3 separate regions of the Sus scrofa genome follow, and all the other regions are linked to region 2. Evidence: chromatin contacts called from public HiChIP or PLAC-seq data. All regions are on one chromosome and are shown on one strand. Each heading gives the region's core, a stretch centred on a gene start, on an enhancer-like site or on the middle of the called end of the contact. The rest is flanking DNA. Distances are from core to core; before and after follow the strand shown. Region 1 overlaps SMPX (small muscle protein, X-linked). Region 2 overlaps CNKSR2 (connector enhancer of kinase suppressor of ras 2). Region 3 has its middle 28 kb from the start of MBTPS2.

The links. HiChIP or PLAC-seq counts read pairs in DNA pulled down with a chosen protein or histone mark.
Region 1: an H3K27ac HiChIP or PLAC-seq map of skeletal muscle shows a contact between it and region 2, with 18 times the contacts expected there. The contact joins two enhancer-like sites. A contact is called at or near these places in 9 of 47 Hi-C or Micro-C datasets (embryonic fibroblasts, fetal skeletal muscle, heart right ventricle and 6 more) and 1 of 2 datasets of contacts at active chromatin or transcription factors (skeletal muscle).
Region 3: a contact with region 2 is called in an H3K27ac HiChIP or PLAC-seq map of skeletal muscle, with 8 times the contacts expected there. The contact joins two enhancer-like sites. A contact is called at or near these places in 1 of 47 Hi-C or Micro-C datasets (embryonic fibroblasts) and 1 of 2 datasets of contacts at active chromatin or transcription factors (skeletal muscle).

What each region holds. Positions count from the first base shown.
Region 1 is chrX:17,904,239-17,908,578 of Sscrofa11.1, reverse strand. The region is part of intron 4 of SMPX (small muscle protein, X-linked); the gene reads left to right. Among named protein-coding and RNA genes, the nearest start is that of SMPX, 32 kb to the left of the region's middle. Within about 2 kb of position 2,013, at least 8 of the 83 cell types and tissues checked have an H3K27ac peak or open chromatin away from gene starts, as enhancers often do. A contact at or near this core is called in skeletal muscle, where this site is marked.
Region 2 is chrX:17,584,343-17,588,650 of Sscrofa11.1, reverse strand. The region is part of intron 1 of CNKSR2 (connector enhancer of kinase suppressor of ras 2); the gene reads right to left. Among named protein-coding and RNA genes, the nearest start is that of CNKSR2, 25 kb to the right of the region's middle. Within about 2 kb of position 2,055, at least 1 of the 83 cell types and tissues checked has an H3K27ac peak or open chromatin away from gene starts, as enhancers often do. A contact at or near this core is called in skeletal muscle, where this site is marked.
Region 3 is chrX:17,983,260-17,987,620 of Sscrofa11.1, reverse strand. No RefSeq gene overlaps it. Among named protein-coding and RNA genes, the nearest start is that of MBTPS2, 28 kb to the left of the region's middle. Within about 2 kb of position 1,455, at least 3 of the 83 cell types and tissues checked have an H3K27ac peak or open chromatin away from gene starts, as enhancers often do. A contact at or near this core is called in skeletal muscle, where this site is marked.

The DNA.
Region 1 (4,340 bases), core at 764-3,263, 320 kb before region 2:
TCTGCTGGAAAATTTTTGTCCTCAATTTTGAAATGTTCCCTGCTTTGACCCAATTACAGAAGCTCTATTTACTTTCTTTGAAGGAAATTTTTTATGCTGAGATTTTTTCACTCTCTAGTGAAGCCACATTTCTTTTGATTTGTGATGTTCTTTTTTCCCCTCCTGCTCCCCACTTGGTTACGATAAAGATGAGTTTTGCAGTGGTTCTGAACTGCATCAAGGTTTTATTCATTTGTTAACCTGCCTGGCAAAGCTATTATTCTAGGCCCTGGTTATAGCCTGTGTGGGAGTAAAGTACTCTTGAGGGTGAACATGAGGAGCCTTTGAGCCGATTCTGGCAGTTGCTTTAAGAGCCTCTCTACAGCAAACACACAGAAGCGACCTGGATGGTTTCTATTAAAACAGATGTCTGGAGGGCCTAGTGTGTGAATTCTCTGGAGGAATTTGGAATTGGTGGGAGTAGATCTGAGCCCAGAGAAGCCCATCTGCTCTGGACAGCTCGCTAAAAGGAAGAGGTGACTCAGGACCCAATTTTTAGAACCTTGTACTCCCACATGTAGATTTCTACGGGCTAAAGGACAGTTACCACTGGCACTTGCCCTGCTTCCCAAGCAATGGAACTCATTTCCCCCATCCCAGTGGTTCTGGGGGCAGAGGGCAATGTCTGGAGACAGTTTGAGTTGTCACAGCTTGGGGGCGGTATGGGTAGCTATTGTCATCCAGTGGGGAGTTTCCAAGGATGCTGGTAAATGTCCCACGAGAGCCAGGACTGCACCCGCCTCTCCAAAGCAAGGAATTATCCAGCCCTCAATGTTAGTTGTGCTAAGAGTAAGTAACCTTGATTGATCTACTTGAAAGTTTGGTGTCAGGACCAACTTGCAAGCGTTCCTTTCCAAGCAATCACAGCATTGCATTTTACAGAAATGAAAACATTAATAAAAAGAAAGGTAATTGCCCAATATTTATAGTCTCTTCACATTAATCAGAGACTCCGTAATCAAGCACTCTTAAACATGATTCTATTGTCAAACTGGTAAACTAAATAGGTATATGGTATATATGGAATTGTGGTATAAGGCCTTAAACATGACACTTTTTGGTAGGTTATTTTCTCATCTCAAATGTATCAGAAAGCAGTAGGTTATCTCAGCAGCTCATCAAGTCTTTTAAAATATGAATGTTATGCATTAGTAATCATCAGCACCAATATCAATGTCATCATTTTTATTGTCATTGTTAGCGGTTATTATAAGCTCGTGATAATGCCTGACACTGTGCCCCTCGCTTCACTTCCATCACTTCACTTACTCCTCATGCATGGAATATATACTGGTTGCCTATTTCATTTATGGGGGAAAGAAGGCTGCGAGAGTTTGTGTAACTTGACCAAAGTCATCCAGCTTGTAAGTCACAGAGGGAAGATGCCAATGTCATCTGTCATACTCCACAGCCAGCCCTTTTAATCACCATCACTGACTGCATTCTTTAAAAATGTTCTTTTAGTTGTGGTCTTCTGGGCTTTGCCAATATTTCACTGTGCTAGGTCACAGTAAGACAAGCAAAGGCTTAAAGAGGCTGCAGAAACTGTCATCTCCACAAAAAAGTGACACCACAACCTGTTGGTTTCTTTTTTCTTTCATTCATTCATGCATTCATCCATTCAGTCATTCGACCAGCATCTATCAAGCATAAAGCATGCACCAGGAGCCAAGGGTATCCGCTTTGAGGGTTCAAATACAAATCAAGGCGTCTACCCAGGGTCAGGTGAATGGGAAAAACACTGCCTAGAAGCCCTAATAATTTGCTTTAAGGGTCTCGAAAAAAGGAAGGGTTAATTAACCTCCATCAAGAGAGAAAGCCTGAGAGAGAGCAGGACTGAGAGAAAGGCAAAGGAAGTGAAGGAAAGGAGGAAAAGGCGGGGAGGAGGAAGGAGAAGGGACAGAACAGTAGCCACCCCGCCTGATCCTGGCACGGTGGAGCCCTGGCCGGGTGCTGACAAAACCGCAGCAGAGGAAGGCCAGGCCTCTGCAGAGCCCGCCTCTGCTCTGGGGATGAGCTAGGGCTTGGCAGGCCTCACTGTGTCATCAAGAGGCAGCCGTCTCCTACCCAGGAAGCCTTTTCTCTCATTCCTTCTCACGCTGTGTGCAGCCCACGCAGAAACTGGGGAAGTGAATTCCAGGCTGTCTAATCGGGCTTGGCTGCATCGTGACAAGGCTGCTAGTTTTAACTCCCCCCCACACGTTGTGGCATTTGAGAAGGAGCAGGAATCACGAGGAGCAAATCAAGACTTGCACATTTAACTTGTACTCCCTCACCACTGCTCCCTGCCCGCGAACTGATCATTCCCCAGCCTCCGGTTTAAGGTCAGTCAACCAACTTCTCACTGAGGGACATTTCTGTTAAGCAGCAGACAGATAGGAGTTGCTTTGGTCCAGGCAGGTGGCACGAAGGCTGCTCAGAACAATTCATCTTGACTGCTGGAAAAACAGCACTAAGCAAGCATGTCCTACTGCCCGGAAGACACTGGATGCCTTCTCGAAAGGACAGTGGCTCTTCCTTCCACCCTAGAAAACACGCCCTGATGTGTCACAGGCACAGCCAATTCCTTAACACATAATACACATTTTCCTGACTCTCTCTTGCCTGAGCCCCACTCTTGGATACAAAGGACAGGAATCATGGCTGCCCTTTGGTTCCACAGGCAACAATGCCTGAAAACTCTCCAAATGGGGTTATTAAATTCTGAGTGTTCAAACAGCCATTTATTCAGACTCGATTAATTTTCAGTTCCTGATCCTTTTGTACATGGGCTACCTGGAATTTACTTTGGCTGAAGTAACCTTTTTCTTCGGAAGCAAGGTAACATCATGAGCTGTATTTGAGTGGCAAGAATTAAAGTACTGGAATGAATTCACTCCTGGAATAAGTGAACATCTGTGCACCTACTACATGCCAGGCACAACCACATCCGTGGTAGCTGATATAAGACAATGTCCCTGGAGGGACTCACAGTTTAGGTGGGAGTGAATGTGAGGGGATGTTAGCACGTAATGGCTGGAGCGGGAAGGAAAAAACAAGACTTGGTCTTTAAAGACAAGTGACAAAGATTCTAGACAGGATGTTGGAAAATAGACCTTCTACTGGGAGAAGGTTGAAGAGCATACACGTTAGGGGTGAAGAAGGCATAGGTTCATAGACTGGCTTTACTATTCTCTTGGTCAGTGATCTGGATCATCACTGTTTTTCTGAAAAGTGAGAAAAGTACCTATCTCGTGGGGTGATTTTGCCCCCCGCCATAAAGGACGTTTAGCAACGACTGGAGACAATTTTTGTTGTCACAACTAAGGGTGGGTACTATTGACAACTAGTGGGCAGAGGCCAGGGATGCCACGAACATTCTACAATGTGCAGGACTGTCCCCCTCCCCGCAAGAAATGTCAATAGCATCGAGGTTGAGAAACTCCAAATTACGTACATAATGTGTACAAAGGCCCCAGTAGAGCAGTAGCTACTGTTATTACTAACGATAGCCTGTTACCATGGGAAGGAACTTAAGACACTGAGCACTGGACGTGCTGGACAGAGTGGGACACACTTGCGCTCCACTTCTGGCTAGGTCATGTAGTAAGTCTGTGACCTTGGGCATGTTCCTGACCATTCTGAGCCACGTCTATAAATAGGAATGATAATTCCGACCTTGAGAGGCAACCGTAAAGACAGTGAGTTGGCTCTGATGGGGCACCTGGCGCAAACTGGCATCCAGAAAGTGTTTCTTCCCTGTGTGGTCCTCACAAACTTGCCCATGCCCTCTGCTCTCTGCCCCTTTCTTTCTTCCAAGGGCAAGGGTTGGTTGGTTGGATTTTAAATGAAATAGTCTCTGAAAAGTAGCTCTATTTTCCCAGCGAATATTAAAAAGCCCACTGAAAAGGAAAACCCATTCATTGTGACTAATCTGAGCTCACGGAGGCCCTTGTAAGCACCTGGGAGAACCTCTGTCTTCAGTCACCTCCCACCTTGAAGGATTTGAGCAGGAACCAGTTCCTGAGGTGATTTCCAACCTGCAAGTACCCTCTTCTTCCTGGAGGAGGCGCTGCAGTCCCATTTTTCACAACCTGCGGCAGTGCCTGTTGCCAAAGCCCTTGTCTGGAGACAGCAGAATCACAAACAATTCGCTTGAGCACTTTCATTTGATTTTGGAGACTTCAATGCGTTTCCACCTCCTCCTGGCCACTTTTAACTACCGAATATGTCTGGTTTGTAATTTCTGATTTTGCTTTGAAGAAAATCAGTTTTAGAAATATTTAGAGAGTCAAGCTGTGATTCTCTTACTATAAAGGAAA
Region 2 (4,308 bases), core at 806-3,305:
ATGGCATAATGGAAGTTCCTAGGCTAGGGGTTGAATCAGAGCTGTAGCTGTGGGCCTACACCACAGCCACAGCAATGCCAGATCCAAGCCACAGCTGCAAACTTCACCACAGATCACGGCAATGCCAGATCCTTAATCCACTGAGCAAGGCCAGGGATCGAACCGTGTCCTCATGGATCCTAGTCAGGTCGTTACCACTGAGCCATGACGGGAACTCCCAATTTTTTAATGGCTAGAACAGGATTATTCAAGTATATTCAGGCATGAGGCATATAATCGGAAGAGTGTGTATGAATAGGCTATGTTAGGTTGAATTGTCCATGCTTGGCAAAGAACCTTGATTCTGACTCAAATGTAAACTTCTGGAATCTTTATGTCTATTTTTATCTTCTCAGTATTCTTTTCTTTTTCTCCAGTTTCATTATGCAATTTTGGTAAAGTTAAATGGAGCAGTTAAAAAAAAAAACCTGATTATTTACATTCAGCATCAATTACAGTAATTAATTGTTTGTAAGCTAGTATCATAATTTGTATTGTTAGTGGTAACAATTAAAACCAGTACTTTTCCAGTTCCTACTATAATCTTTGCATACATTATCAACTCGTGACTACAACCCTCTTTTATAGGTGGTGTTATTGTTGGTAGTAACAATAATAATAATAGCCAATGTTTATTTAGAACTTACTAAGTACCAACGACTGAGGTGTATCTTTTGAACAGATTACCTTATTTAAACCTCAAATGCTAAGTGTTGTTATTTCCTCATTTTAAAAAGAAGAGGTCATTATGTGCTCAAATCCATACAACCAATAAGTAGCAAAACTGCAATTTAAATCTAGGCATATTTAGCTTCAAAGCCTACATTTTGCCCTCTGTAATACAGTGACTACTAGAGTAGTCTGTGTAATATAGTGACCACTGGAGCAGAGTATTGGAGGTGGTTATACAATGGTGACAGTGGATAGGCCTGACTGGAGTTATAAATTAATATGATTAAACAGTAAAAAAAATTTTTTTGATGAAAAAAAATTAGAATGGGGACATTCTAATTACCTAAGGAAAAGAATAACTGAACTATCCCAAAAAGTTTTTATGTTAGACTCCAATGTTTAGAGAAAATTTCAAAAATACCTAATTACGTAGCAACATATGCTGTATTTTACTATTAAAAAACAACCCACATACAAATACAAATGTTACCCAACCATACAGGATTACCTCTGATATAATTAGCAAATTATGAATTTCAAGTATGATTTAAAAAGAGAGAAAAAATGTCTCTAAAACAAATTTCCTTTCATTTGAAGGATATGCATACAATTAATTTCCATATATAAAAAATGTAAGATGTAACTTGAGGATATACATTACAAAAGAAAGAAGCCATTCAATTAAAAGTTTTGTTTGTTTTTATAAGGTGTTTATTTTAGTCACACTGACATTGATAATATTAGTAAAATACTCTAAAATACTATTTATGCTTTAAGGTTGTTTCAGTAGGTGGAGGTGGGTAGTTTCTGGCTCTAAATTTTATTGGTATTTATGAGGGTAATAAATCAAGTTTTCTAATACTGTATTACTGGTCTATATTCTTCAGATATACATGTAATTAGAAGTCCCGCAAATATCTAGGCTAAATTAACAGCTGTATATCTATGACAGATAAATTAGAAAAAATATTAACGGTTTTATTTCAGTGTTATCTGGCTTGTTGAGATGGGTTACTACACTTAAATATATATATATATATAAACACACACACACACACACACACACCCATATAAACAAGACCCAATTCTTTAGCTCTTTACTGTGTAAGGTGCTTTAGTTTTATCCTATCAAGTTATAATACAAATTCAGTTAAGTTAAAACACAGCAAATTTGTGAAATAAGTATAATTGAATTAAGAATTTAAAAGTCCTGGTTCAAAATAAGTCATGGACTTCAGCTTTTACACTTCTTAACATTAATTTTTCCTGGGACTTAGACATTTGAGAAACATTTCAGTTACACCATGTGCCAGTTTGCCATTTGTCATGGAACATGAAGAGCCCAGGTGGCTGCCAATGATGCGAACTTTTCCTACTGGCCCCAGAAGTATGACTAAGTGCTTGTCCTGAGGTGACCACACTTCTTAAGTTGTCAGGAAAAGTGTTATTATTCCATTTTTGACAGCAGCGATCAGAAAATGTACATAATGCCACAGTTCATTCTTGAGTGATTTTTACATAATTATGCCTGCCTTAAAAGCATGACAAATCTTGAAAATATAATATCTAAAACTTAATATGTAAAAGGAAGTAATTGCTAAAGGATAGCAAATGCCATTAGAAAGAAATTTAGAATGGAAAACACAATGGCATTTCAGAGGTGAAAGAAAAAGTACTTTAAATTTTCATCTAGTTATTGAATACTTGATAGCATATCTAATACAAGAGACCCAAACACATTTTTAACTTGGAAAAAATCCATTAACATGTTTGCTTCCATTTCACTAAATACTTTTATTTAGTCATTTCTCTCTATTTGGCATTCATATATTTATTAAAAAATAATTACCGAAATCTCACTGTGGTCATGAAATTTACAAACCACTGACAAAAGCAAATGTCACACTGTTAAGTTATTTCAGATTTTAAATAAATAAATATTCCTTGAAATCAGAGACTCCAACTGTTGAGGCTTTAACTAACACTGAGATGTAGGAATGTTGGAAAGAGAAAAGAATGAGAATAGTATAAATGGTGCAATATCTACTACATAGAAGAAGGAAATGTTTAAAAATAGGCATCAAGGAGGACATCACCATAAATTCTGTGAACAAATGTTGAAATAACTCAGTGGCCTTGATCTTTCAAACATACTTTTTTGATGTATCAAAGACAACTATTTGTATTTGGCTGGGACCAATTTACTCTAATATATTAATTCTAGTAGTGTGAAAGTTATTTAAGTGATACATAGTTAAAGAATACAGGGTCAATTTAGAGTCTGAGGTGCATGTTTATCATAAAATAATTAAAAATGAGTGAATTATAATAGACTATTCAGCATAGAAAACCACTCATTCAGCTCTAAACACACCATAAAATCTACTCTGTGTTCAGATTTGGATTTAATCCTGTTGCACTGGACTATATTAACAAACTGCAAAGCCTTAGAAAATGAGATTTAAAATCACTGAGTCATAGCACACAGAGATTAGAAGACCATCAGAAGTTTTTCTAGCACTTAATAGCATTTTAACTCCCTATAAATGGGGTTGGGCATTCTCTGAATCTTACATCTGATTACATAAAATGAAATCTAAACCAAACATTCTTAATGAGGGGATTATTCTATGAAGTGGGCCTGCTGCATGTGTTAATCAAGACGTGCTCTAGCTTTGACACCAGTGATCAAAAGAATTCACTCTCTTTTGTTCCTAACAGAGATGTTTTTATAACAATGAAGAGACCTATGCATATTTTCTGAGCTCTCATATATTGAGTTCTTTTTGTTTTTGTTACTAGAAAGATATGTGAATCTAGACAAGTTCTTTAACCTCTCTGAGCTCAGCTGCTTCCATGTAATACGATGATGGCATAGGACCAAGAGAGTTCTGTAAGTTCTTTCTGGTTTTAACTTATCAATTCATCTCACAGAGAACAAGAGTGTCAACATGTAGAGAAACTAAGCATGTTCTTTTATAAAAGAAAAGTTGCAAATTGTTTTAACTAATGATGTGTTTCAATAAAGGCACACAAGTACTGTATTTGAGTTTATTGCAAATTTGTGTATCAAATATACTTAAAACCACAGATGTTAAAGGTTTGTAAAAATACCTGTAAATTTTGCTAAGAATTATATTACATTCATTAATATAAATCTGTTTGATGCATTCACATATACCTAGAAACAACTTAAAACTATTGCATTACATAGACGATTTTAAAAGGATGATTTAAAAATGAACAAGAGCAAAAAGCTTTTTTTTTAGATACTCTATATCAAATTGCACATATCACATGTTCTAATTTATGTTTTTCTTGGTCTTGTGAATGAGTTTGTAATTCATATATATATATATATTTATTTATTTGGCTATACAAGTGGCATGTATATTAGGCCAGGATCTAACCTGCACCACAGCAGTGATTCAAGCCACAGCAGTGACAACGCTGGATCATTAACCTACTGAGCTACAAGGGAACTGTCATACTTTTATTTTTATATAGTAAGAGTTTTCAGCTACCTGAAAAAAAATTTTTTTAACATTACCTAGAGTTAGGCAGAGAAAGAGTATGAGGAGTTAGACTACCCAAGGT
Region 3 (4,361 bases), core at 206-2,705, 400 kb before region 2:
CTTTCAAGTGAGGGAATGTCTTCTTCATTGGTCTTCCTGGAAACTACATTTCTGTTATAAACTATTAATTTGGCATGCTGCTACAAATTCATTTCCTAGGGGTCTGGGTAAAGTCGGGATGATCTAATCAACCTGGTTAACTGAAACATCACAGCCAGGATTTCAGAAAAGAATTCAAAGACTTCAAAAAAGGGCCTTTTCTGACTCTCCCTCCCTCCACTAAGGAAAAAGCAAGGGAGAGAGGTAGGAGGGTGAGGAGAAGGGGGCCGAGTCAAGAAAGGAGCTCGAGGGAGTGCAGATAGGCAAAATTTCCTGACCTAATACTTTTGCATAGGGCCAGTCTTGAGGGTTGGCTCTGTACCCGAGCCTTAGGAGGTTCTTCATTAGCTGGTACCATTCCATGTGGCCTGCCCTCTCACAGGAGGCAATGCCCTATCCCTAATCAGGGGCAGAAGGAAATTTTAAGATGGTGGCTTTTGAACTGTATCCTAAATATTAATTTTCAATTTCCATCTTAGCAGTGCAAAACAAGGTCTTTGTTCTATATGGCTCAGTTTTTCATAATCTAATTTTAAACTATCAAAGAGGTTGAATTAGGGTATTCATGGGTTATTATTTATGACATTATGTCATTAATGTTTACCCACTGTGTGTCATTAAAGTGAATCAGCTTAAGGTGAGGTAATGGCTGCCCCAGAAGGGGATTATGTTATTAGAGAGTCGCTCTTTGGCTGAAAATATTATATACCCGCCCTGTGATTCACACACTATCTGGAAGCAAACCCCCACACACCCGAATTAGATGAAGTACTATTTTTGAGCTTTTAGAATTTTGGTATTCCTCTCGTCAGAGGCCAAGTTACCTAAAGGTGTTGCCAAAGTCAGAGGGTGATTCACTCTTATTACTGCAACCTCAAAACTCTAGGTCATTAAATAGGCCTCATATTTTAACCCAAAGTATATATATTTTATGAAGCCATGAGTAACCTTTAAAAGGAGCCCTGAAGGAAATCTATATGTACAAAAAGCCTTCTTAAAATTTATATTTGGCACATCACGGACAAGAAAAACACAAAGCAATTAAAACAGATAGGCGCGAGCTGGGTATTTCAAATATTGATAACTCATGACTCCGGCAGCTGAGACAAAAGCTATTTCATGTCAGCATTCGGCAGGCAGCCATTAAGTCTCTCTAAAGTAACTGCCTGAGAAACAAGATGTTTTGTTTATATACTGTCAAAAGCTCACAAGGACTCCATTATGTGGGAATGTTAAGTATAAGCCAAGTGACAACTCCACCCTAACATATGCCATGTCTGATCTTGTCTGCGCCACAGCAGCCCGGCCATGGGGACTGCTCTTTTCAACAAATATTTGGATTAGACACTGTCCGTTTAGCTTTCTTGTTACCACAGTGTGTCGCTGTCCCGCTGGCACAGGCCTCACTGGCCGATGGGTGTCACCGCACCCTACCACCACAGCACCAGGCAAAGGCACCAGACCTTGGGGGCCAACGACTGAATGAAGGACAGTGCCTCGTGTTCCTTCCTCATCCACGGGCTTCCTACTGCCTCTGTGAACTGCATTTTTGCAATGTTTGGTTCAAAAGACTGCAAAGTTGACTTGGGTAAGAGGCAGTGTAGTGGTTAAGGAGCAGAGATTCTGGGGCCAGGCTGCCCTGCTTCAAATCCTGGCTCTGCTATTTATTAGCTGCATGACCTTGAGCAAGTTCCTTAATCTCTCTGTGTCTCCGTTTCCTCGTGTATAAGAATGAGTATGATGATAACAGCACCTACTTACAGGGTTGCTATGAGGATTCAGTGAGTTTGGGCATATTGAGGGCACAGAACATGTTATTCCTGGCTCATAGTAAATGCTACCGAAGTGTCAGCTGTCACTGGTTAGCTGTCATTGCCTCTGGTTACAGTTGCTGTGATTTGGAATTGCATCTGTCAAGAGAGGGTCTATCTGGTTCATCAGGACATTCAGTTGCCAAGACACCAGGAAAGCCTATCACAGGAGCTAATTTGAGGCCCTGACCTCCTCAGGGGAACCTGAGGAGGCCAGCATCTTAGGGGACAGTTTCACTAAACTTTGTCACTGGGTAGGACTTGGCAGCCTCATGGTAATGCCTCCCCTCACTTGAGCGGGGCCAGGGCGGGAGTTCCAGACACTGATGCAAAGATAGAAAATGAACTGGTGGCAGCAGCTAAGCCCTGTGAAGGGCATGGGGATGGACTTCAGCATTATTTCCTCTAAGAAGGGAGTATTTCATGCACATAGTTTTAGGTTAAGAGGACTGTTCTGAAAACATTTGTCTGCATTAAAGACTTTCAACCAAATGTTTAGTCCTACACAGGCCCTGAGCCCTCTGAACAAGAGTGTTAGAAGTCCCATCCTTTGGACTTGGTTGCTCCAAGCCTGGTGTCTGGGGTGCTGCTGGGTGGGGAGACCATGGGCCCCAGCATGAATCCTGGGACTGCTTATCTCTGGACTCTATTTTAAACGACAGATCTTCCAAAAGTTGAAGACAACTGTGAGCTATGAGCTGTTTTTCTGTCACGTATATATTGGAAGCATATTCCATCAGGCTGTAGCCTCCTTGCTACTCTGTGGCAGATGCTGTTGGCTGGTTATCCTATAACCATTCCTCTTTTTCATTTGCCTACCTCACATTGTAAAAGTACGAAATCAAAGACCACGTGTTCTTGTGAGTAGTCATGTGACACAGCTCTGGCCAAAATGTCAGAAGGAGAATTCTTCTGCCTTTGGGGACAGTTATAGGAGGATATGATGCTTATAGATGTGGTAACCATTTTGTGACCATTAGATAGCAAGTCCAAGGGCAATAAAGCCAATATGCTGAGGACTGGTAGAGGGGAAGGATGGAAAAGACCTGAAATCTCGATGTCCTGGTTGAGCTGCTGACCGAATCGTGGGACTGCTTATCTCTGGACTCTATTTTAAACAACAGATGCTCCTAAAGTTTAAGCCAACTGTGACCTGTGAGCTGTTTTTCTGTCACATATAGCCAGAAGCATTTCCAAATGATGCCTCAACTCTCACCCTGTGTTATGTCTCGTTTGTGTACCTGAACTGCTGTCTTTTCTCCTGATGTGCATACTCTTTGGCCCCAAGACAGGCCCTTGTTTGACCTGGCGTTGTTAGCTTTCCTAGTGCTTGCCTTTCCCTCTCTCCAAGGTGCTGGAGTGGATTATCCTCAGCCACTGGCTGAGACCTAAGGATGCCCTGATTACCTGCACTCAGATGCAGAGTCTGGCAAGAGTCTCACTGTGGTGTCCCAGTCACTGAATCGCCCCCCTTCTGTGTTGATGTCTTTCCAGACCCAAGGCTCCCCTATTATTTGGAATACTGTGACTTGAACTACAGGTCGACCCACGGCAAGGTCAGCTTCCTTGGTCCCAGGTTTGTCCAGTTCTGCCTTATGCATGCCTCCCGGAAAGACCTCAGCCAAGGTGACACCCAGCGCAGCTGATGGGTGGGCCCACGCTGGCTGGAACTCACACTGCCTGGAAGGTTAAGGCCTAGAAACAGCTCTTCTCAGTGCTAAAAATGTGAATTCTGAGTGCCTTGCTCCTTAGAATTTCTCATGCTGCTGACGTCATTTTGCCTTTGGCCAAGAAACCTGATCTTAATCCGTGCAATGCATCTGTTCAGCGTGGTATTTTGGAAAAGAGGCCTGGATTTTAGGACTGAGGAGGTTTTGGCTGTGGTCCTGTCTCTCCCACAAACAAACCAAAGTAGAGTGCTACTGTTCCTTTTTGGGCTTCTATTTTCTGTGTACAAAATGGAGTGGTGATCCTTTGCTTGACACTGCTATTTACATATTTTAGGAAATGAATTTTAAACTTAGAGACACAATAAAAATTAGAGAGTACACCTTAAAGACATTATTTAGAACACTGAGGGATATTTCCATAAGTACTCACTTTAGTGTCTTTCTAAATTTGAGGTTTGGGGAGTATAGTGACAATTTCACTGGAGACCATCTTAATTTTTTAAAAATCATATAGCTATACCAGTTTTCCCCCAGGACTTTCTAACACTGGAAATAAATTCCAGAAAGGAAAGGAAGGAAAAAAAAAGCCCTAAACGGTAATCTTTCCTAGCTGTAAACCTTGCTTTTCATGTGAATTAAGTCTTTGATCCCTAAAAATCCATTTTGTTCTTGGACAAATTTCAGAGACACTGCCTTCTTGGGGAAGCACCAGGGCCAGGGAATGGCTGTTTGGGGATGAGGTTTCTCCTACAATTGTGCTGATCCAGGAAAGAAGCTTGAGGAATGGAGGTGGAGGAACAAGCTTCATGTTCCCACTTTTTGGCATCTGCAAGGTGCCTTA